7 separate regions of the Mus musculus genome follow, and regions 1, 2, 3, 4, 5 and 7 are each linked to region 6. A link is a contact called in public HiCAR-type, HiChIP or PLAC-seq and promoter capture Hi-C data. All regions are on one chromosome and are shown on one strand. Each heading gives the region's core, a stretch centred on a gene start, on an enhancer-like site or on the middle of the called end of the contact. The rest is flanking DNA. Distances are from core to core; before and after follow the strand shown.

Region 1 (2,980 bases), core at 447-2,946, 680 kb before region 6:
GGGCTTTGCTCTCTCTGATGGAGAGCAATTACTATGTGACCCGAAACTCAGCATGTTTATTATGTACAGCACAAGGAGGAGGGGTTAGTCTTGGTGGGAGGTCTCTGTAAGGGAGCAGTCTCAGCTGTAAATATCCAGGAGGAAGAAGCTGTAGGTAGGAGGAGGAGGAAGCTGCAGTTGGGAGGAAGAAGCTGCAGTTGCTGCTTTCTGTACACACTGTCAACATTCGTGCTTGGACCAGGGGAAGGCTTTGGCCCTGAGCCTGACCCGGAAAAGGCCTTGCCATGTCCATGGATCTGAGGCACTGGGTCCTTGACATGGCCGTGCTCATGTCAGACAACACACAATTCACTTAGGCCTTCCTTTGCTCCCCACATCTCCCCCTTTCTTATTTCTTAGATGTTCACGAAGACTCTCCGTGCTTAGTCCAGAGGTGGTTCGCTGAAATGCTCAACACCAGACTGTAAGAAGGAGAAGAGGGAAGAACATAACAGCTGCTGTGCCCAACAAAGTGAAAGGAATGTTTAACAGGTTCAACAGACGGAAGACTGAAGCTTGTCAAGGACTGTTTTCTGACAGTAATAGTAGAGCCAATCTTACATAAGCCTCCTCCATTCCTCAGGTGCTGACATAACTGGCTCAAATACACACTATCATGTATCCAAACAGCCGGGGTGGGCCTCGGCTCGTTCCCCAATCATATCTGCTCTTGCTATAGATCTAAGGGGCTGCTCTCACACATGCCAGTATTCATCTGTGTGACATTAAATTCTGTCTAAATTTAAGAGCTGTAGCTCACCACCAATAGCTGAAGAGAGCCCACTAGAACTCCGGGTAGTTAAAGAAGTACTCTCTCAAACAAAGGATGCCTTTAGTATAAACAGGTGTGGAAAGATGTGACCAAGCCACTGAGTGAAAAAGCGATGGCCTGGGGATGTATGTCCAGTAGGCTTTTCCCCTGACTGGACTTACCTGAATGGATATGATTACCAGACACATCAGAAATATAGCTGCAGGGTTATTTCCCAACCCCAGGCCTCGTGCTCCCTCCTCCGACATTTGCATCAGCCTTTTTATTTGACCCCACGTTGGTGGTGTCGCCCTCCTTGAAGTTTGTGCAGGAGGCCTCCTCCTTGGAGACCGCTCGATTGGCTTCAAGGGCCACACTTTCGGTTTCTCTGTGGGCTCCAGTCTCAGCCTCTTCACACCTGCAACCAGGAACTTCACTGCATCCAAAGCTCTTTAGGTGCCTTGAAGGTACCCAAAGTGGCTGTTCCTCACCTTCAGGGAAGACACAAGAATACCCTCTTCCCCACATTAGCAAGGGGACAGGCCAAACCACTTTCCTGTCACCTCAGGTTTTATTTCCCTGTTCTCTGGCAACCAGTACCATTCTGTTAATGTCATCTTTGCACAATTAAAACTTAGTGTAAATGAAGCCCTGTTTAGAGACTCAGTAGGAGCAGAGATTTTACCCTTTTTGCTTTTCTAACTGTTGCTTGATCCACCTGTGGGGTCTTTCTATGTTCCCCTGTCCCTGAGGAATGCCCATGTTGTGAGCTATTTTGTGTTGAACACATTAGTTTTTTAATGCAGAAAAGCTATAAGCAGGAACACTGTCTACCTATGTGCTGTGGATGGCCCATCCCAGCAAATCCAAGAAGGCAACGAGCAACAGCATGCTGGCTGGCAGCCTCCCTGTGCGAGCAGGGCACAAACAATATGAGAACAGCTATCAACAGACACACGCACCAACTGTACACTGCCAAAGGAGACGACATGAAGAAAGAACAGCAGCCATCTGCCAGACAGCACTAGGACATAACATAACAGGGTCAGGGCCGTCACGCGACAGGCTGGAAAGGACCACTGTGGGCATATCGCGTTAGCCTCGCCTGCTCTCAGAAAATGGCAAGTGTCTTTTGTAAAAAAGGGGGGGAGGGGTGATGACACAAAGCATGACTATTATGGATTTTTTTTTTTTTAATCAAGGCAGGCTGCACAGCAAGAGGGAATTGGAGCAAGGACCCTGAGACCAAGATGTCGGCCATGCATTACCAACCAGCCAGTGGTCTGGGGAAAGCTATATGTGGCCACATATGGCCAACATAGCAAGGACTCTGACGTGGAAGCAAGAGTTCCAGGAGCTGATGGAAAAGATGGTATACCTTCTGATCTGGTGCCTGACCAATGTAGGCCATCTCTAAGGCTTGCCATACTCCTACTATGTAAGAGTATAGGCTGCAAATATTGACAGAGGGAAAGGCAAAATAATCTAAAACTATGCAAACTGCAGAGTTAACTCACTGAGTATACTGTGCATGGTACTTCAGAACCCAAGGAAGAGTGGTGGAGTGGTAGGGGCTGTAACATCGTCAGGAGCGTGTGTAAACAGGTTAGCTAAAACAAGGGGCTAAGACTGTGTGCCTTCAGGAAAAGCAACCCCATGAGTCAGGTACAGTATACTACCTTGGATGGTGGAAGCCGAGAATCAAGCTGGCCAGAATAATCAGCCAATGAATGCTGCTAGACATTGAATTGCTGCCCGAGCCAGTGCTGCCGACCTCCTGAGTGAGACATACCTTACTTCTAGAGCTTTACCTAGCATTCCTATAGTATGTTTGAGTCCCTTTGAAATAAAATTTGCCACCAAATCATAGCAAAGGTTCAAAACCCTAGATAAGGAATGCCCTAAATGCAACTATTTCAGAATGCTCTGCAGTGGCCAGAGTGCCCCAGTAGGGATCATGGATGGTTTTAGGATTGCTAGTGAAAAGGCGTGGCTGGGTCCTATATATGTACTTGGACACAGCCACTTCCATACAGCTAGGGTCATCCTATCCTCAAAAGTAACTGGCATGGAAAAGAGTGATCAGTGTCTCCGTCTAAGTTCTTGGGTAATAAGCTTAAGTGCTGAGCCAATCTATATCTCCCAGCTGTTCCCAAAATCATTAGAGTTTTGAAAAAAAATCCCTGTGAA
Region 2 (2,700 bases), core at 57-2,556, 700 kb before region 6:
AACAGCAAAGGATGGCACTCAGGTTGAAAGGAAGCTGTGCCCTCTGCAGCATGTCTGCCCCTGGGACCAGGCAGAGGAGGCTGCTGTCCAGCTGACTGTCATCCCACAGCAGCCGAGAACAGAAAACACACCCTACACTCAGTTTGGAAAAGAACTTTATAGTTGGTCAATTTAGAAACTATAAAACACATTAAAACGCCATATACTGTTCTATGCCCCTTAACCCATCCGTTACCATTTTACATGCTTCATTTGGGATTTAAAAATCAACACCAAATTTCTGTATTTAATGTCCTGCACTATTATCTTATCATAGAAACAGCCATATGTCACTTGTGAGGAACAAGTGGAAAATAAAATTAACTAAAAATGAAAAAAATTAAAGTGCACATAATTCTAGACCCCATAAGATGTCACTATTGACTCTCAGGTGCACATTCTAGAAGTGTCGTATGTGGGGTCTGTACTTAAAGAAAGACCCTTAGCAGCAGGCACAGTCACATCTGCCTATAACCCCAGCAGTCGGGGCAGAATCAGGTGGGTTTATGTGAGTTTATAATCAGTCTGGGCTACATAGTGAGACCCTGCCCCCCTCACCCCCAAAAAACAAAAACAAAAACACAAAAAGGAGAAAAACTCTCAGCTATGCATGGAAGAGTTAACTGTCTTAGTTTAATGATGAAGGTTATAATAGTGTTTAAATTGCATAGTATTCGTTAAATGACTAAATTCCCAGAACTGGCCATGTGTTATCATTATTTTCTATTCACTGATACTTTCCACCCAGCCTAACAGGTGGACCCGGAAAAAAAAAATGTGACAGAAAAATGCAGCTTAAGTACAAATGCCTCCCGCTAAATTCTTTTCTAAATTTAAATTTTTTATTTTTAATTTTTTTGGCTAAACAGGCTATTTTGTCAGCTACTGCTAACATTATCTACATGAAATGCCAAAAAAGATGTGCTAGAGTCTAGCAAAGTGGCTCTTAACTGAAAACACACTGGAGACGTAAGCAACTGCTGCCATTCAGCAGACTTGGCATTTGTAGACTTCCCCCTCGGTCACAAGGTTATTTAATTTCAATCAGGGAATTTCCCACTCTACCTGGACATAGCAGATTAACAAAAGACTCTTGAAGTTTGAGCATCGGCCCTAGTGGCAAACTCAGTTCAACGTGAGGCCCAGACTTTCTTACAGACGCCTCTACTAACTACACCCACAGGGGCTCACACGGACTGCTCCCCACACTGTGCTTAGTGCTCCATGTCAGTGAGGCAGCACACAGCTGTAGTTCACATCTGTCCCACTCGGGAGGAGACCCAGGCTGTGGCCAGCGCTCAATGGCACCCGGCACAAAGCAGCTACTCAGCGGACAAGTGTTGACTCAAATCTTACAGAAACAGTAACTGTTAAAAGAAAGGTATTACATTTATTTATTTCTGTTCTGCATGTTCCACGGGATGTGGGAATGTGTGGGGGTGTGCTAGCCATAGCCTGAACATGGAGGTCAGAGGGCAACTTCTGGGAGTTGGCTCTTTGCTTCCACCACGTGGGCCCTGGGGACCAATCACCAACCCAGAAATGATTATTGCAACTCTAATCAAAGACAAGCACCCTTAGGAAACAGAGTAATCTGGATACCTTACACATGTATCCGAACCTAAATACGTAAAATGTTCTTTACCGTCAGGTCTCTGAAGGGATGCAACAGCAATCCTAAAGGAAGCTTAGCTTTATTCAGTAAAGCCTGTGTCTGGGGGATACTGGTCAAGGTACATCGAAACGAGCTGAAAAGACACAAACATGCAGTATGTTAGTAGCCATGATAACCGTACCCTCAAAGAGCTGAGTGTCAACTACTTAGGCAGGTTACCACAGCTATTCGCAGAAAGGAAATTACTCAACCAGGCATGTACAAGACAGCTATCAAAAGACCAAGGACCCCACATTTCACTGTTGAAAAGTGCAACATACACTCTAAATGTAACAGTGAGCTCACTGGACGGCATAAGCAGGAGCTAGAGACACCACTGAAGGAGCCCTGTTCCCCACGCCGTCTCCAGCTTACCTCATCTTCCCCTCTGACCTCACTCTCACCACAAGACTCTCACCCAGCTGCCACTTCTTCAGGAGCCCTGGCCCTAAGCCCCACTATCTGAGCGGTGGCCTCTACCTGGGCTCTGAGGCACAGTCCTACTGGGCTCAGCAGCAAGGACAGGGAGCTGCAGCTGCAGGCTTGATCCCTGAACAGCTTGCTTGCTGCCTCACTACGCCCTGCAGGGCAGAAGCTTGGACCATTTTCCCAGGGGCACTGTGGGTGGTCTCTCCCCAGTCTCCTGACATCCATCCATCCTCCTTAGCAGCATGCAGGAAGTTCTTGGGTTCCACAGAGCTCTGGAGAGCTGTTTTGTGGGCTGCCTTACTCACAACTCAAGGCATCCAGGAACTGTTTACTGACTCAAGGATGGACCCTGTGTGGATGTGCTATTACCACAGGCTCCAGTGTTCTCATAATCTGAAAATATGAAGCCAAGAAGGCTCCACCCAAAATGTGTTGAGCGAATACAGGATGCTCAGGTTTCAGATGATGTAGTGTTTCAGGCTTCCCAGATAATGCCAACCAAAGCAGCCCAGGAGAACAACCCACAAGCTGCGAGCTTTAGAGAAAGGGTCTTCAGCCTGAATCCCTTACCTGATGGC
Region 3 (2,700 bases), core at 88-2,587, 780 kb before region 6:
CCTTGTTAAATCACCCCAAGGGTTAATCCTTTGTACCCCATCCCCCAGATGTTGTCTAAAGACCACAAGGTGTAACTCTCTTGGGACGTCCCTCCTGAGTGTGTACTTCCTAAAACGAAACTTCCTAATCCCCAACCTTGTCTCATCTCTGAATTCTTACCCTGAAGATGAAGGTTCTAGAAACACATGGTAGAGGTCTCTGCCTGGTCTCTGTATCTCTCAGGCCTCCTCACCCTTAACCCACCAGTAATGACGCTAGCATCAGATGTTCATATTCCTGAAGGCTCACTAGCCCTTGACTTAACTCCATTTGGCTCACTACCGGCATCATTCCATGGCACCTCTTCCTCTAGAGCCAATGAAGGTTCAAAGTAAAGTTACACTTTCCAAGTTCTCGTCATGACAGTGCTATTAGCTCTCAGTCTAGCAATATTTCCTAGTTGCTGTCTAGCTTTGCAGCTGGTATTTGTAGAAACTTGTCCCAAGACTTGGTGCTTGTTCAAGCTTACAATTATATTGTCTGATATATATATATGTATATGTATATGTATATGTATATGTATATGTATGTATATGTATATGTATATGTATATGTATATGTATATGTATATGTATATGTATATGTATATGTATATGTATATGTATATGTATATGTATATGTATATGTATATGTATATGTATATGTATATGTATATGTATATACACACACATATATATATGTATACATATATATACACATATATACATATATATACATGTATACACATATACATATAGTAATATATGTTTTATATGTGATATATCACATACACATATATTAATATATTATAAATATATAATGAATATAAATATATATGTTTTATACATGATATATATCACATATACATATATATACACACATATACATATCTTCTGGCCCCCTGAATTTCAGTTTAGGAATGTTTCAGGCACGTGGGGATCATCATGGGAGAAGGAAGTTTCCTGGAAAGTTTTAACCTCAAGGTGCTTTGCACCAAGTCTTACACAGTCTATTTTAAAACCAAAACCCACAAGGCTTTGACGTAGGCCAGGTGTTAAGAAAGCAAACTCACTGTGCGGTACGTGGGAAACCAGTGCTGAGCAGGGAGTGCTCTCTTCTCCAGAACAGCCCACACATAATTCTGTGAAATCTACTCTAGGAAAGTTCTGGAAGTGTGTTTCTTCCTGCCCAGGTGTCTGCTCATATATTCAGCTGAAGCCATCTCAGCTACAGTAACCAGTGTGCCCCAGTAAGGCTGTTCTCACAACAGAGAAGCTGGCTGGCTGCCTCCTAGCTCTACCGTCCCAGGAGGCAGTTAGTCAAGTCTGCAGCTGGGTCTGTGGCTAGAATCTAGCTGTCTGGGCTCCTCCTGTACAATTGGGTAAGACCATGTTCCCAGGAATTGGCAAAAAAAAAAAAAAAAAAAAAAGGGAAAAACGAAAAAGAAAAAAAAAGGGGCAGATGTACGGCAGTTTCAGAACACACTTTTCAAGTGCAAACTAAACACAGGCAAATTCCACCCCTGTCCTATTTGCTTAAGAACAACAAACAAACCATAAAACAAACAAAAACCCAGCAACACAATGATGTTTTTAATCTGATTTCCCAAGTATCATTAAAAAAAATACATTTAGATGACTTCAATAAAGTATTTTTCAACTCAATTTAGAGTCCCATTTCCTTAGAGAAAAGTTTCTGTCTTCCGTGTGCTGTGTTTTCAACGTTATTGAAGTATTTTGAGGAAATGTCAGCCATTTTTAATCCATCAATCTTACCCACTTTTCTTCACTAATGTATGGGATATTTATGTGAAGGCCCTGCTCGTTTTGACCCCATCTGAGGTCTGGGTATGCATCTGTCTGTTGCCAATTCCCAGGACAGGCAGGAAAGCCCAGGGTTACCATTGCTCCTGTGTCTGAGTTACTGAGAAACCCATTGTGGCCACAGGTAGGAAGAAAGCTCACCTCCAGGCCCTTAGAACAACCAAGAGCCCCTTTCAACCTGCTCAACCTCATCTGAGAATTGTTCCTCCTCCAGCCTTTGCTGCTTGACTATGCCCAATGCAAGGCCTCTCACCTGGAGTTCCTCAGAACTGCAAGCCCCTCTCATCTCCTCCAGGTCCCCCCATCTCCTCCAGATCCCCCCATCTCCTCCAGGTCCCCCCATCTCCTCCAGGTCCTCTCATCTCCTCCAGGTCCCCCCATCTCCTCCAGGTCCCCCCATCTCCTCCAGGTCCTCTCATCTCCTCCAGGTCTCCCCATTTCCTCCAGGTCCCCTCATCTCCTCCAGGTTCCCTCATCTCTTCCAGGTCCCCACATCTCCTCCAGGTCCCCTCATTTCCTCCAGGTCCCCACATTTCCTCCAGGTTTCCCCCATCTCCTCCAGGTTTCCCCCATCTCCTCCAGGTCCCCCCATCTCCTCCAGGTTCCCCCATCTCCTCCAGGTCCCCCCCATTTCCTCCAGGTCCCCTCATCTCCTCCAGGTCCCCACCATCTCCTCTAGGTCCCCCATTTCCTCCAGGTCCCCCCATCTCCTCCAGGTCCCCCCATTTCCTCCAGGTCCCCCCATTTCCTCCAGGTCCCCTCATCTCCTCCAGGTCCCCACCATCTCCTCTAGGTCCCCTCATATCCTCCAAGTCCCCCCATATCCTCCAGGTTCCCCCATTTCCTCCAGGTCCCCTC
Region 4 (2,722 bases), core at 221-2,720, 740 kb before region 6:
CATCCAGGTATTTACTCCAGGTATTTAAATGGGAGAGACCTAGTGGTAGGTGGGTGTGGCCTAATAGAGCCTCGTTGTTTGGCTCCATTCTCAACACTTCGAAATTGTCAAATGAGCTTTCTAGTCAGCACTGTTTAATTATCACTGTGTTTCTGTGGTGTGAGGCAAAGAAAGGAGTGAGTAGTTAAGAGTGTTCGGAATGCCTTTGTCTCTGAGAGGTAAACCTTAAAGTACTATTTTTAGAGAACTTTTCTGAAACCACTTCACTGAGTTTGCCCACAATAAGTTTTAAGGAGTTTGCCTTAGGTAGAAGTGTCAAAATGGACGTTTCTGCTTGCTTTCAAACATTTAACAAAAGTGTTCCTTTAAGCATTGAAATATTTCTTTTATCGGTGTAAATTCTGGGGCATTAAGACTATACTTGGGGGGCAGAATCCAAGGATTGGGGCACTGGGGCAGTCGAGCCGGAAAGATACAGGAACTGAAAGCGATGGAGCTGACACAGCTCCGTTCTCACTGCAGTGAGAGATAGTAAATATGTTCATATATCGCTCTCCCTTTAGCAGTCTGAAAGCTAACCCAGTAATTGAGGTGTGGGCAGACTCAGCTCCAGTCCCAGCCCCAAGCAGCCTCGGGTCCCTTTCCCCTGGCCCCCTTTGTATCATGAAGCTAGTAAACTCAGCACGTTCCCGCTCTTCTTCCTTTTCTGTGCCCATCCACACCTCTTCCCTCCTCCTCGAGGTTCCACACAGGCCATGACACAAACTGTGCCCGCCTAACTGTTACAGCACACACTTCTGATTCACCACTGACTCGGGTTTACATGTAACGAAAGGGAGGGGCTCCGGGTTTGGAGGAGGGGCAAGACAGGGTCCTGGGCCAGTCCACCCTGGAAGACAGCATCCCAGGTTACAGCCCACCCCGATGACAGCCACCCTCCGATGACACAGCCCACCAAGCTCTCGCGGCCTCCCCTCCACCCCGGCGACTACAGACCGCAGGACACAGCGGTGGGGTCAGCGGGCTGCGCTCCCGGGAGATGCGCCCCGCGCTGGCCGCTCCTGGCCTGTCTCCCCCACAGCCCCGGGACAAGTCGCCCGCGGCCACCACCTGTCGGGGTGCGGAGCAGCACGCAGGGAACTGCTTTCACTCCTGCCGAACTTGCCCAACGCAAACTTTCCACCCGAGGCTCCCGAGCCTGCGCCGCGCCTTACCTGGGGTGTGGATGGCAGCTCCCTGGGATCCCCGCGGCCGCGGGCTCGGATCGTCCGCAGCAGCTGCCACCGACCCAGACATAGCCCGCTCGGGAGCATCCTCCTGCCGGACAGAGCTCCTGGCATTAACGACGCATCCTCATCCGGCTGCTATAGCCCAGCCCGCTGTGGGCTCTGCCCGCCCCGCCGACTGGGGCGGCGACAGGAGGGTGTGTCCCCGCTTTGACTTCGCTTGGTGCACACCCGGGCTCCAGGCTGGGTATTTTTCCTCCGACAAAAAAAGAAACATTTTTTTTTCTCTCTCTTTAAAAAAGCGCAAACGAGTGGCGAACTTCTTCCTGGCTCCCTCACATACGTCTTGAGAAAGGAAAGAGGAGCTGGACTCACACCATGCAGCTGTTGATGTCAAAACCCAACAGAAGCCAGGACCGGAAGTAGTGAGGCTTGCTTGGGACCTCAGATTTGGGAACGCAGGCCGATGATTGGGAGTTCAAGGCCACCATCCACTAAAAAGTTGGAGTACACTCTGAGCTACCCCAAACCCTGCCACAACATGAACCAAAACTCCAGGGCTCTGAGGAAAGGACTGGGAGCTGGGAGCTGAAAGGTCCCTGGAAATTGCGCTCCTTTGCCCGGCTGGAAAGAGGAAGAAAAATGAGTTTGCCAAAGCTCCACCTCCAGGTGGGCTCCAAGGCTTGGGATGAGCCTCTCCTGGGCCTCAGATCACTGGCAAAGTCAGCCCAGGACTCTAGATGCTCCAGAGATTTGTAGTTCATTACAGGCTGGCCCAAGTCCAGACACTGGGAAATTTTCTTCCACAGCAAAGCTTGCTTCTCTTTGGGGGGCACATGAAAGGACCCTGCTCCCCGAGGGGCAGGAGTTAAGCATTGCGAAATCACTGTTAAAACCGCTATTAGCGTTAACGATCAGTTCTGTAGGCTCGCATTGTAAGCACTCTCAATGCTCAATGCTCGACGCTCGCTTTCCTGTAAATGGCAAACATGTGGGGGTGGGGAGGCAATTTGGCTTCCTAATTGGCAGCTGTTAGGCTTCCCCTGATTCCTGGCTGCCTCGAGCCAAAGGACTGTCAGTCAAACACTCTGCCATTCTGAGCGCAGCACAGATGCCTTGAGGAAACTACAGGATGGTGATCAAAGCTCCCAAGGTTACAGCCCCAGCCTGGAGTGTTTCAGTTTACACAGGGCGGTTTTGCTATCACATGCCCTGTCACTATTTCTAACCAGCCCAGAAGAGAAGCATTTTACCTGGCAGCTCAAAAGTTACAGTTGTTGTCTTTGGTGTGAACACAAACCATCTGTGTGAGAGTTTTGCTGTGATTGGTACACTATCCCCCGCCCCACCCCCACCCCCGCCCGCCCCTCTAGCCATGTAATCCCAGTGTTTGGCTGGTTGGTAAGCTAGCTGCGGAGGCACCATTGCGTTTCCCTGCTCTGGTGTTACAACCTTAGATCCAATAGAAGGCTTCTCCAGGTCAGTGGTAATGATGC
Region 5 (2,928 bases), core at 313-2,812, 780 kb after region 6:
GGTGTTGCTGAGTTTTTCTAAAGGTTCAGAAGTCAACCAGTTTGACTTACAAATGAAACGAACAGTAAATTAAATATTAACTTGCTTTTAAAAAACAACTCCTTTACTTAGGAGATCGCTATGAAACACGACTCTATCAGTGGACCAAGGAATATGGTCTATAAAAACAAAAACAAAAATGAACTTTGCTTGCTTCTAGGAAAGGAGAGGAGAGGAGAGGAGAGGAGAGGAGAGGAGAGGAGAGGAGAGGAGAGGAGAGGAGAGGAGAGGAGAGGAGAGGAAGAAATGGTAAAGAGTTCGCTACAAATACCTTCTGCAGAGTCCAGGCCTCTCATTCTCTGTGTGTCCAGCTGCTTTGATGTCTCTTAAACATTTAGTAGCTCCCAGGACAGAGGGTGGGGACAAAACCTTCTTAGGTATCCACCTGCAACGTTTAACTTCCTGGAAACCTCCCTTCCCACTCTAAGGGAGTAGACAACAATATTTCACGTGCTAACCTGGGCCCGCCAGATCTGTCAGAAGGAAGCTGGCATTTACCTAAGCCAACTGGAACTTGCTATTATTTACAGGTCAAGAGTTAAAATTTATTGAAGTTTGCTTTGATGAAAGAGGTTTACGTTCAGACTTTTGTACTTTCCAGCCTTAATTACTAACCTCATTAATCCTTACTTAATCGTTGCTATTGTCTAAGGTAGTCCTAATGCCATTTTTACCTGTTCGGGATGGTTAACATAACCGAGGTGAAACCAAAGAACTGAACAGTTAAAGGATTCAAAGTTCACGCGAACACACTGACAAAAAGAGTTGAGCCTCTTCAGTATTTCAAACACATGTCAAAATAATTTAAGGTCATTTTAGAAATAAGCAAGTCTTGGAAATAGAGGAACGGCGGATTAATAAAAGATTACAGGATATAGCATTTGAACTATTTGCTTCTGAGACAGAACGATCACCGGACCCACAGATTGTGACGGGGTAAGGTCCACTCCCACCTCTCTGTGCTGACAAATCGAATCTCCCTTCCTTAAGGGGCGCGGGTCTGAACGCCAAAGGTCCTGTTGGGCAGCCTGGAGCTGGTCTTGTGCACAGCTTGTCAGCGTGTGGCAGCCTCTCCTCCACCACTCGAACTTCAACCCTGACCCCCCAGAGCGGCACTGCACAATCTACGGTTTAACCTGTGCCATTTCAACACCATCACCAAGTATCCGAAAATGGGTCGCAAATGAATGAGCAGCAGGCTGGGAGGAGAGACAGCCACCAGCTGACCCCCAGCAGATGAAAACTGAGCAAGGATGCCCGGGGCGGGGCGGCCTGTGGGGAGGCGGTGGCGACCAGAGCCACGTCCCCCACTGGAGCCACGTCCCCGCGCGCTCCGCAGGACGCGCAGCCCGCAGCCCATCCTCCTCCCGGCCCGGCGCTCACCGCTCGCAGCCGGTGCTCGCACGCCGGGGGCGCTCGCTGGGCGCAGAGGACCCGGGGGACCGGGCCCGAGAGCTGCAAACTTTGCGCGGGTCTCGCCCGCATAGGTAGCCGCTCCGCCCCAGGCCGCAGTCCGGGCGCCGCAGCGGGCCGGGCTCCGGGCGGCTCCGGCGGCGCCGAGGGCGGGGTCTCCGGCCGGCGGAGCCCGGGGCAGCGCGCAGCTCTGTTTACCGCGGGCCCGCCCTCCTCCCCAGCCCGCGCCCTGACATCATTCATTCTCGCACTCTCGCCAGCCCTCTCCTGCTCCCAGCCGTGACTCACCCCGGGCCCGAGGCTCCCGCGGGCTCCCGCGACTCCCGGCGACCGAGTCTCTCCGGACGCCTAGCCGAGCTCGAAAAACCGGTGCGACTTCTTCGGGGAGGCGATCCCAGCTGGCCGACCGACCCTCCCTCCCCTCTGCGGCCCTACAAGATGCGGCGAAGGAGGGGCTTGGCAGGCAGCACGAGGTGGCTCCCGGCCGCAGGCTGAGCGCAGAGCCGGGCAGACCTCCCTGAACGCGGGCGGGGATCAATCTGGGAAAGTTCTCTAGGTGCCGCTCCCAGCAACTTTCAGGGGTGGGGCAGGGAAGGGATAAGCCACCTCCGCACCTCCTCGGGTTTCGGAAACTGCTTCCTAATAACGACGTGTGCGGGCCAGGGGCACCCGCTGACTCAAGGGGTGGTGCCCCGCCTAGGTCGAGGGGGTAGGTTTCCAAACATCACAAGACCGCTTGGCGAGGTTAGTCACCACGGGCCTGGTGGCACCTCTAGGTGAGCTGGAAGGGTGCTTGTTCCCGGTTAGTGAGACTAATGATGCTACCCACCTTGTCATTTGCTCCGTTAGGTGAATTGCGTCCTGGCAAGGATGAGAAACCGGAACCAGAATGACTCTGAAAGAGTGACTCTCCACTTAAATGAACCTGTGCGTTTCTGTTGCCTTGGGGCACAAGTGTCCATATGTGTGTGTGCCCCCCAACCCCCATCCCCGGCCCCGGCTGATCTTACCAATTAGGTTGCAGGAAGGGTTGCTTCTGTCTAAAAATGGCCAAGGATCAGCATTTCTTTGGAGTCGTTTCCACACCTTGTAGCAGTTTTCAGTCAACCACGGTCGTTTTGGAGGGTGTCACTAGGCATCCAGGCAGCTGGCTAAACCTCCAATGAGTTTAATTGATAGAAATGCTTTTTATTGCATTGCCTACTTCCCTTCTGGTTTTAAGTTTGAACGTGTAGGATTGTACAGACTGTCCTATGGGAGTTAACATAATCCACAAAAACAACAATAAGCATTTCTGGTGTTTTGTGTGGGTATCATTTGTGTCAATAATCATTAAACCCAATGGCAGCAAAATAGAACTTTGGAGGGGAGGTGCCAAGGTGGCAGGTCACAGATGATGTCACAATCCAGAAGTTTAAGTTAACCTCTCCTGCAATTAACCACAGGTTAGACTTCATTGTGGGGAGCGCACTTGTT
Region 6 (2,964 bases), core at 10-2,509:
ACTGTCTCCAAAGGAAGCAAAAGTCAAGAAACAAGCTGGCAAGAATGAACACTAAGTTCTTAAAGCCCAAGGCATTAGGTGTCATATTCACGATTCACTGTGCTGAGCAAAAGTGAATGTTAACGCCACACACACCAGGTAATGTCTTTTTTTTTTTTTTTCTTAAACAACAACAACAATGTTTAAAGTGGCCTTTAGCATTTCCGTTAATGTGCACTCCGTAGAATGCCAACTCTACAGTTAAATACTGTCTTCTACCTCTTCAAATATGCCAAGTAGCCTCAGAAAGCAGTTAAGCAATAGCAATATGTCTACACACACCCTAAAAAAAGTTGAACCACTTTTGCTAACCAAAAATCTTTTTAATTTTCTGAATTAAGTAGTACACTACTTCCTAAATTCCTGAAGCCCAGTCCTGGATACATCCTGGAACTGTCGCTCCAAAGGGTGCTCTAGAGCCTGCAGACGGACTGCCAACTCACCAATAGGCAAAGCCACACCCCTCTGCATTTTCCACTTAAGGGATTTGGTGACAGATATCTAAAAAGCACTGCTTCCCTTCTATTTTCTGAGTCCCATTTTCTGCCCTCTGAGATACACCATCTTTTTGCAAGCCTCAATTCCAATCTCACGTATTTCTCAAAAAAACCGTGGCTTCGGTAAGTTCCCTTCTCATTCCTGTGATTTGACATAAAGCAATCCAAGCCCCTGGGGTCTGAACTAACAAACTCAAAGGTTATCAGATCTCTTCCACGATTTCAGGGTCCTCACGATTAGTTTAATAAAAGTCCCACACTCTCTCGACCAACCAAGGAAACACAGTGATTCAAAAATGATGTTCCCAAGACCCTGGTCAAACAATGCACAGCAAGAAATAACAACTAGCTGGACTTGACAATTATATCCAACTCAGCGCTCGAAGGAAAAAGCGGGCAGAGAGGAGACCATCTCTTTCCAGTGAAAGGCGTGAGCCTACGGGGCCCGGCTCGGGGGCCACGCGCCTCCGGAGCGAGCAGCCTGCGCGCCCACCCGACCCATCACGGCCGAGTTACCTCCGGTAATGAGGAAGTAAGATACCACTACCAGGGCGTACACCGTCATAGCCGACGGCATGTGCACCCAGGGCGGTTTCTTCAGCTTCAGGTTGGGGCATTCGAGCACTAAGAATGGGACTCGGTACAGAGTCTCCATGTCCCCGGCGGTAGGGCCAGCCCTCTGGCCTCCAGCCTCCCGCACCGCCCGGAAACACGCCCGCCTACTGCGCATGCGTAAGCCGAGGACCACAGGTCTGTAGAAGTCAGAAGGAGACAAGATATTCACTGTAGAAAGAAAGAAATTGCACTAACCTGATAAATAATATACATATTTAAAAATAAATAATAATGGTCGTTTTTAGGCTTGAGTGTGGGTTAGAAGCTTTTTTCTTACTGAGAGATCATTGTTTATTATATACCTTCCAGGACCTGCAAGGCGTCCTACGTGGCCAAGCCACAGAAGCGGAGAGATTAGCATCCCCACTGCCCCGCCCACTTGCTGACGCCACCTACTTGAGAGCTGATTGGCTGCTGGAAACTCTTAAGTTCATAGAGCTGGAGGATGAATGAAAGTTTAGATGTGTGCTCCCTTTTAGTATTGGAGGTCTCCCCTCGGGGCTTTAAAAAGCTCTAATTCGCTGAGCTTTTTCTTCATGCTGTATAGCGACGCTAATTGGCAGTAATTGCCAAAGTAGTATGGGCTTTATAAAAAATAATAATAATAAATGAATAAAACCCACACAGTCCATGTCAACCACAAACTGTGACAGAACAAATATTACTTTAAACCATTTTCAGTCACGCCTGAGTTAGTAAAAATCACCCAGGCCAAAAATCTTGAAGTCATTCTGGTTTCTCACCTTAATTACCTGCTTAGTAGGGCGCCGGCTTCAGCACCATAAATACTAAAATTGGAACGGAAAATCCTGCCACCTGGCTACTTCAGGTGTCTTCCTGCCAAGGTATCAAATGTAAATAAGAAAGGACTTTACTAGCTAGAGACAGTAATCCTGATCAATCAAGGAAATAACGGGCTATTATAAAACAGCAAGGAGGGGGGAAATGTTTTTGGAATACAGAAGCTCCGCTGCAGTGCCTCTTATCGTTCCCGTATCCTATGATAAAAAGCTTAAGCAACATAACAAGCCAATGGGGGTAGAAATGTTAGTGGCTTGGACCATTCAGATTTTAAAATTTGAGCCACAGCAGGAGTTAAGGAACTAAAATCATCTACTGTTAGTTTTACTATAAGCAACAGAAATATGAAGTGTGAACTGGCGATGAATATATTTTTTTTCAAAAACATACAATATGGATATCATGTCAAGCTGTGTCATACCATGCTTGTATTTCATTAACTCACAAAGCTGGAGTACCGCCGGGCAGTGGTGGCACACACCTTTAATCCCAGCACTTGGGAGGCAGAGGCAGACAGATTTCTGAGTTTGAGGACAGCCTGGTCTACAGAGTGAGTTCCAGGACAGCTGAGGCTATACAGAGAAACCCTGTCTCAAAAAACCATTAAAAAAATAAATAAATAAAAAGCTGGAGTAACATTGCCCAGATCCTTCTCACTGCATAATTATTTTGGTTTTCTTTTTTTTCTCTCTCTCTCTTTTTTAAAAAGGTGCCAGGATCAAAATTAGTGCTACAAATATGCTAGGCTGAGTTAAAACTCTGAAACGTTTTTAATTAGAAGAAACATCATTAGTTTTAAGAGACAGTATTTTTTTTAAACTACGGTCATTATTTCTAAAACTTTAAAATACTAAATTGAAAATGGGTAGATTAAATAAATATCTGGTGAAGCATCAATATAGTGAGATACTGGGGAACCAGCACATGTGATGCCAAAGAAGTTCATTTTTCCTGAAATGGAGAGATGCTCAGGGCAGGTCTGAAATGAAGAATAGCGGGAGTGAAAAAGAGG
Region 7 (2,705 bases), core at 84-2,583, 830 kb before region 6:
CTGTTCCAAGGGAGACTGAAGAAGACAGAAGCCACCTTGGGGAAGGAGAATGCCCCTGGTTCTAGATGGGTCAAGGAAAGAAAATACAGTGTCTGGGGACAAAACTGATGACGACAGGGTACCAGGGAGGGGGATCTGAGTCTGTGGCAATGGTGAGATTTTATTTTAATTATGAGGTGACTGCTGTGGCCATGGATGGCAGATCATAAAGAGAAGTGAGGAACTGAATCCGGTTTAACCAGTCGTGTTATTGCATCCGTGTGCAATAGACGAGAAAAGGTGCCAAAGAATCTGGCATTTGAGAACGTAATCCCCAGAGAGAGACACGCGGCAACCCGTGTCCTCAGAGCACAGGTTATTGTTAAGGTAAAAGACATACATTCAGCAAGATGTAAATGTGTAAAGAAATAGAAAAGAGAGAGGCTTGGCGCCAAGATCCTAGCACTTGAGAGGATAGTGTGTTCAAGGCAAGTTGGAGGGCAGCCTGGGCTACAGGCCAAGACTCTGTCTCAGAAAAATTAACTGAGGGCTGGTCCCAGGTAACCTTACCGCATTTGTCCCGCTTCGGAAGACACACTCCTGCCTCCCTTTCCTCTGCCTAGTCGGTGATTAGCTTTTTCTCTACAGTATTTAGAATTTTAAGGAGGGATAACTGCCAACTTCTCCTTCCTTAGAATTAGAAGCAATGGAGGAAGTGCTCTGGCAGATTGAGCAGAGTTCCATCTTCAACAATCCTCCAGACCATGCTGCGCTGCTAGGACTGCGGCTGATCATAGGGTTCCCACAAGAACCCAGGAGGCAAATCCAGGCTTGGTAGGGTGCAAGGCCAGCCCGTGTTCAAACAGTTTTCTACGCTGGACCCCAGGCCTTGTCCAGTAAAGGCTGGGACTGCGGAGCCCAAGGGAGGCTGTGCTACTGGAGTCGTTCTAAATTATGGTGTCTCGGTAAACAGGAGAGCTTTGTAAAACAAGCAAGCAAACAAACCTCACTAGGAGCTGGGAGGCGGTGGCGCACGCCTTTAATCCCAGCAGGCGGATCTCTTGAGTTCGAGGCCAACCTGGTCTAGGTGAGTTCCAGGACAGCCAGGGCTACACAGAGACCCAGTCTTGAAAAACAATACAAAAAACAAACAAAACAAAACAAAACCAATTCACTGTGGTGTTGAACCAAAGCAATGACTATGTCTAGGGCATTGGCAAGGCGTTTTTAAGACTCCATAGAGGCAGGACCGTAAGCTACGGGAGCGTTCCGGAGACCACGTGGGCAATGAGGCTCCCACGCTCGGGCGCATGCGCACTGTGGGCAGCGGCGCGCGTGCCCGGGCGGGCCCACCGTTCGGCGCAGCTCAGTGACGGGGCGCGAGCTCGCGAGCGCGGAGGAGGCCGGGGGCCTGAGCCGGAGCCGGAGCGCGCGCCGCTGCCCAGCCCCGCCGCGCCGGCCCCGCAGATGGTGACTCCGCGGCCCGCGCCCGCCCGGAGCCCCGCGCTCCTCCTCCTCCTGCTGCTGGCCACTGCGCGTGGGCAGGAACAGGACCAGACCACCGACTGGAGGGCCACCCTCAAGACCATCCGCAACGGCATCCACAAGATAGACACGTACCTCAACGCCGCGCTGGACCTGCTGGGCGGGGAGGACGGGCTCTGCCAGTACAAGTGCAGCGACGGTGAGCCGCGACAAGGGGGCGCGGGGTGGCAGGGGGTTGGAGGCGGGACAGTCCCCGGAGGCTGGGGGGTTGGGGGGAAATGCGAGAATCCGAGCCAGGCAAGTGGATGGGGACGGGTATGAAGCGAGAAAATAAAGGGACTGGTGCCAGGCAGGGGGATGTGTGTGTGTGGAGTGTGGAACAGGTAGATGAACAAGTGTGGAGCAGGTGGATGGGGCACAAGTGGGGGGCTAGAAGATGGAGGGGTACGTGTGGGGCAGGTTGTGGGGCGGGGGACACTTGCGGAGCAGGGGGGCGGGGACAGGGAAGCGGGATGGAAGGACGAGTGCGGGACAGGGGGATTAGGGGAACAGACGCCAGACAGGCATTGACTGCGTCCTCGGGTGTGGAAAGAATGAGCAGCGCTTGGAGCGTGCTGTCCTTGGGATTGAGCAAGCTGGGAACAAATGTGAGAGGTCACCTGAGTGCGCGCTCTGCACTCTGCTCTCCTTTGCATCTGAGCTTCTCGCCCTCTCTCCCCGCCATTGCACAAAGTTGCCTAAGAACTTTCTGATGTACGGGGCGGGGTGGGGGTGGGGGGCGGGAAAGGTGGGAGGGAAGTGGGACAGACTGAGTTTAGCACGTGCGGTCATGCACAGGCGCGCGCACACACATCATGTAATTGGTTCAGCTAAACATAGAAAGCCAAACGACAATTTAAAAGCCATCAGTTGGTGTTAAGTGCCATTTTGTTTGTTTACCTGCAAAGCTAGGTAAAATAAATTGTGGCTTTTGTATAGATTTCTGATGTACTTGGTTTTTGAGGGAGGTATACTGCATTGAAAAAGTTCCCTAACTTCTGGAAAACAATCTAAGACTTGCAGTTTTGTCTTGATTTGATTTTTGAGACAGGGTCTCAGGTAGCCCATGCTGGCATTGAAGTTGGTATGTAGCTGAGACTGACCTTAAACTCCTGTTCCTTGGCCACCCAGGTTTTGGATGACAGACACAAGCCATCTTGTCCGCCTTGTAGCTTTCTTGGGTATCACTGGCCTCTCTTCCT

The links. Promoter capture Hi-C pulls out the DNA fragments that hold promoters and counts their contacts. HiCAR-type assays count read pairs that join an accessible place to other places. HiChIP or PLAC-seq counts read pairs in DNA pulled down with a chosen protein or histone mark.
Region 1: a contact with region 6 is called in a promoter capture Hi-C map of hippocampal neurons, with 3 times the contacts expected there. The contact joins the enhancer-like site here to the promoter of Ostc in region 6. A contact is called at or near these places in 8 of 39 promoter capture datasets (the 3T3-L1 cell line, 3T3-L1-derived adipocytes, the C10 cell line and 4 more), 1 of 484 Hi-C or Micro-C datasets (embryonic fibroblasts) and 6 of 115 datasets of contacts at active chromatin or transcription factors (differentiating embryonic stem cells, embryonic stem cells, memory CD8 T cells and 1 more).
Region 2: a promoter capture Hi-C map of liver shows a contact between it and region 6, with 2.7 times the contacts expected there. The contact joins the enhancer-like site here to the promoter of Ostc in region 6. A contact is called at or near these places in 11 of 39 promoter capture datasets (the 3T3-L1 cell line, 3T3-L1-derived adipocytes, the C10 cell line and 6 more), 5 of 484 Hi-C or Micro-C datasets (the G1E-ER4 cell line, cortical neurons, embryonic fibroblasts and 2 more) and 8 of 115 datasets of contacts at active chromatin or transcription factors (bone marrow-derived macrophages, craniofacial prominence, differentiating embryonic stem cells and 3 more).
Region 3: a contact with region 6 is called in a promoter capture Hi-C map of liver, with 3 times the contacts expected there. The contact joins the enhancer-like site here to the promoter of Ostc in region 6. A contact is called at or near these places in 13 of 39 promoter capture datasets (the 3T3-L1 cell line, 3T3-L1-derived adipocytes, the C10 cell line and 8 more), 1 of 15 datasets of contacts at CTCF or cohesin (large pre-B cells), 5 of 484 Hi-C or Micro-C datasets (the G1E-ER4 cell line, bone marrow-derived macrophages, cortical neurons and 2 more), 10 of 115 datasets of contacts at active chromatin or transcription factors (bone marrow-derived macrophages, craniofacial prominence, embryonic hindbrain and 4 more) and 4 of 9 other capture datasets (adipose tissue, embryonic stem cells, liver and 1 more).
Region 4: a contact with region 6 is called in an H3K4me3 HiChIP or PLAC-seq map of bone marrow-derived macrophages, with 9 times the contacts expected there. The contact joins the promoter of Mcub here to the promoter of Ostc in region 6. A contact is called at or near these places in 11 of 39 promoter capture datasets (the 3T3-L1 cell line, the HPC-7 cell line, cranial neural crest and 7 more), 5 of 484 Hi-C or Micro-C datasets (CD4 T cells, Th1 cells, cerebellar granule neurons and 2 more), 12 of 115 datasets of contacts at active chromatin or transcription factors (astrocytes, bone marrow-derived macrophages, embryonic forebrain and 6 more) and 2 of 9 other capture datasets (adipose tissue and embryonic stem cells).
Region 5: a HiCAR-type map of astrocytes shows a contact between it and region 6, with 2.7 times the contacts expected there. The contact joins the promoter of Sgms2 here to the promoter of Ostc in region 6. A contact is called at or near these places in 3 of 115 datasets of contacts at active chromatin or transcription factors (astrocytes, double positive thymocytes and extraembryonic endoderm stem cells).
Region 7: a promoter capture Hi-C map of hippocampal neurons shows a contact between it and region 6, with 10 times the contacts expected there. The contact joins the promoter of Pla2g12a here to the promoter of Ostc in region 6. A contact is called at or near these places in 16 of 39 promoter capture datasets (the 3T3-L1 cell line, 3T3-L1-derived adipocytes, the C10 cell line and 10 more), 8 of 484 Hi-C or Micro-C datasets (B cells, the G1E-ER4 cell line, bone marrow-derived macrophages and 3 more), 18 of 115 datasets of contacts at active chromatin or transcription factors (bone marrow-derived macrophages, differentiating embryonic stem cells, double positive thymocytes and 13 more) and 4 of 9 other capture datasets (adipose tissue, embryonic stem cells, liver and 1 more).

What each region holds. Positions count from the first base shown.
Region 1 is chr3:130,024,650-130,027,629 of GRCm38.p6, forward strand. All of the region lies in intron 3 of Sec24b (Sec24 related gene family, member B (S. cerevisiae)), which reads right to left. Among named protein-coding and RNA genes, the nearest start is that of Sec24b, 35 kb to the right of the region's middle. Within about 2 kb of position 1,697, at least 9 of the 459 cell types and tissues checked have an H3K27ac peak or open chromatin away from gene starts, as enhancers often do. A contact at or near this core is called in hippocampal neurons, where this site is marked.
Region 2 is chr3:130,003,310-130,006,009 of GRCm38.p6, forward strand. Sec24b (Sec24 related gene family, member B (S. cerevisiae)) reads right to left here. Exons shown (of 24, transcript NM_207209.3): 8 at 1,685-1,787. Among named protein-coding and RNA genes, the nearest start is that of Mcub, 34 kb to the left of the region's middle. Within about 2 kb of position 1,307, at least 15 of the 459 cell types and tissues checked have an H3K27ac peak or open chromatin away from gene starts, as enhancers often do.
Region 3 is chr3:129,929,309-129,932,008 of GRCm38.p6, forward strand. All of the region lies in intron 3 of Mcub (mitochondrial calcium uniporter dominant negative beta subunit), which reads right to left. Among named protein-coding and RNA genes, the nearest start is that of Gm40151, 17 kb to the right of the region's middle. Within about 2 kb of position 1,338, at least 26 of the 459 cell types and tissues checked have an H3K27ac peak or open chromatin away from gene starts, as enhancers often do. A contact at or near this core is called in liver, where this site is marked.
Region 4 is chr3:129,968,736-129,971,457 of GRCm38.p6, forward strand. Mcub (mitochondrial calcium uniporter dominant negative beta subunit) reads right to left here and starts at 1,471. Exons shown (of 8, transcript NM_025779.3): 1 at 1,215-1,471. The coding sequence starts at 1,340.
Region 5 is chr3:131,488,668-131,491,595 of GRCm38.p6, forward strand. It overlaps Sgms2 (sphingomyelin synthase 2), which reads right to left and starts at 1,563. Exons shown (of 6, transcript NM_001379585.1): 1 at 1,423-1,563. Gm36753 (a long non-coding RNA gene) reads left to right here and starts at 1,849. Exons shown (of 5, transcript XR_003954556.1): 1 at 1,849-2,379; 2 at 2,898-2,928.
Region 6 is chr3:130,708,185-130,711,148 of GRCm38.p6, forward strand. It overlaps Ostc (oligosaccharyltransferase complex subunit (non-catalytic)), which reads right to left and starts at 1,260. Exons shown (of 4, transcript NM_025509.3): 1 at 1,053-1,260. The coding sequence starts at 1,191.
Region 7 is chr3:129,877,273-129,879,977 of GRCm38.p6, forward strand. Pla2g12a (phospholipase A2, group XIIA) reads left to right here and starts at 1,334. Exons shown (of 4, transcript NM_023196.4): 1 at 1,334-1,663. The coding sequence starts at 1,447.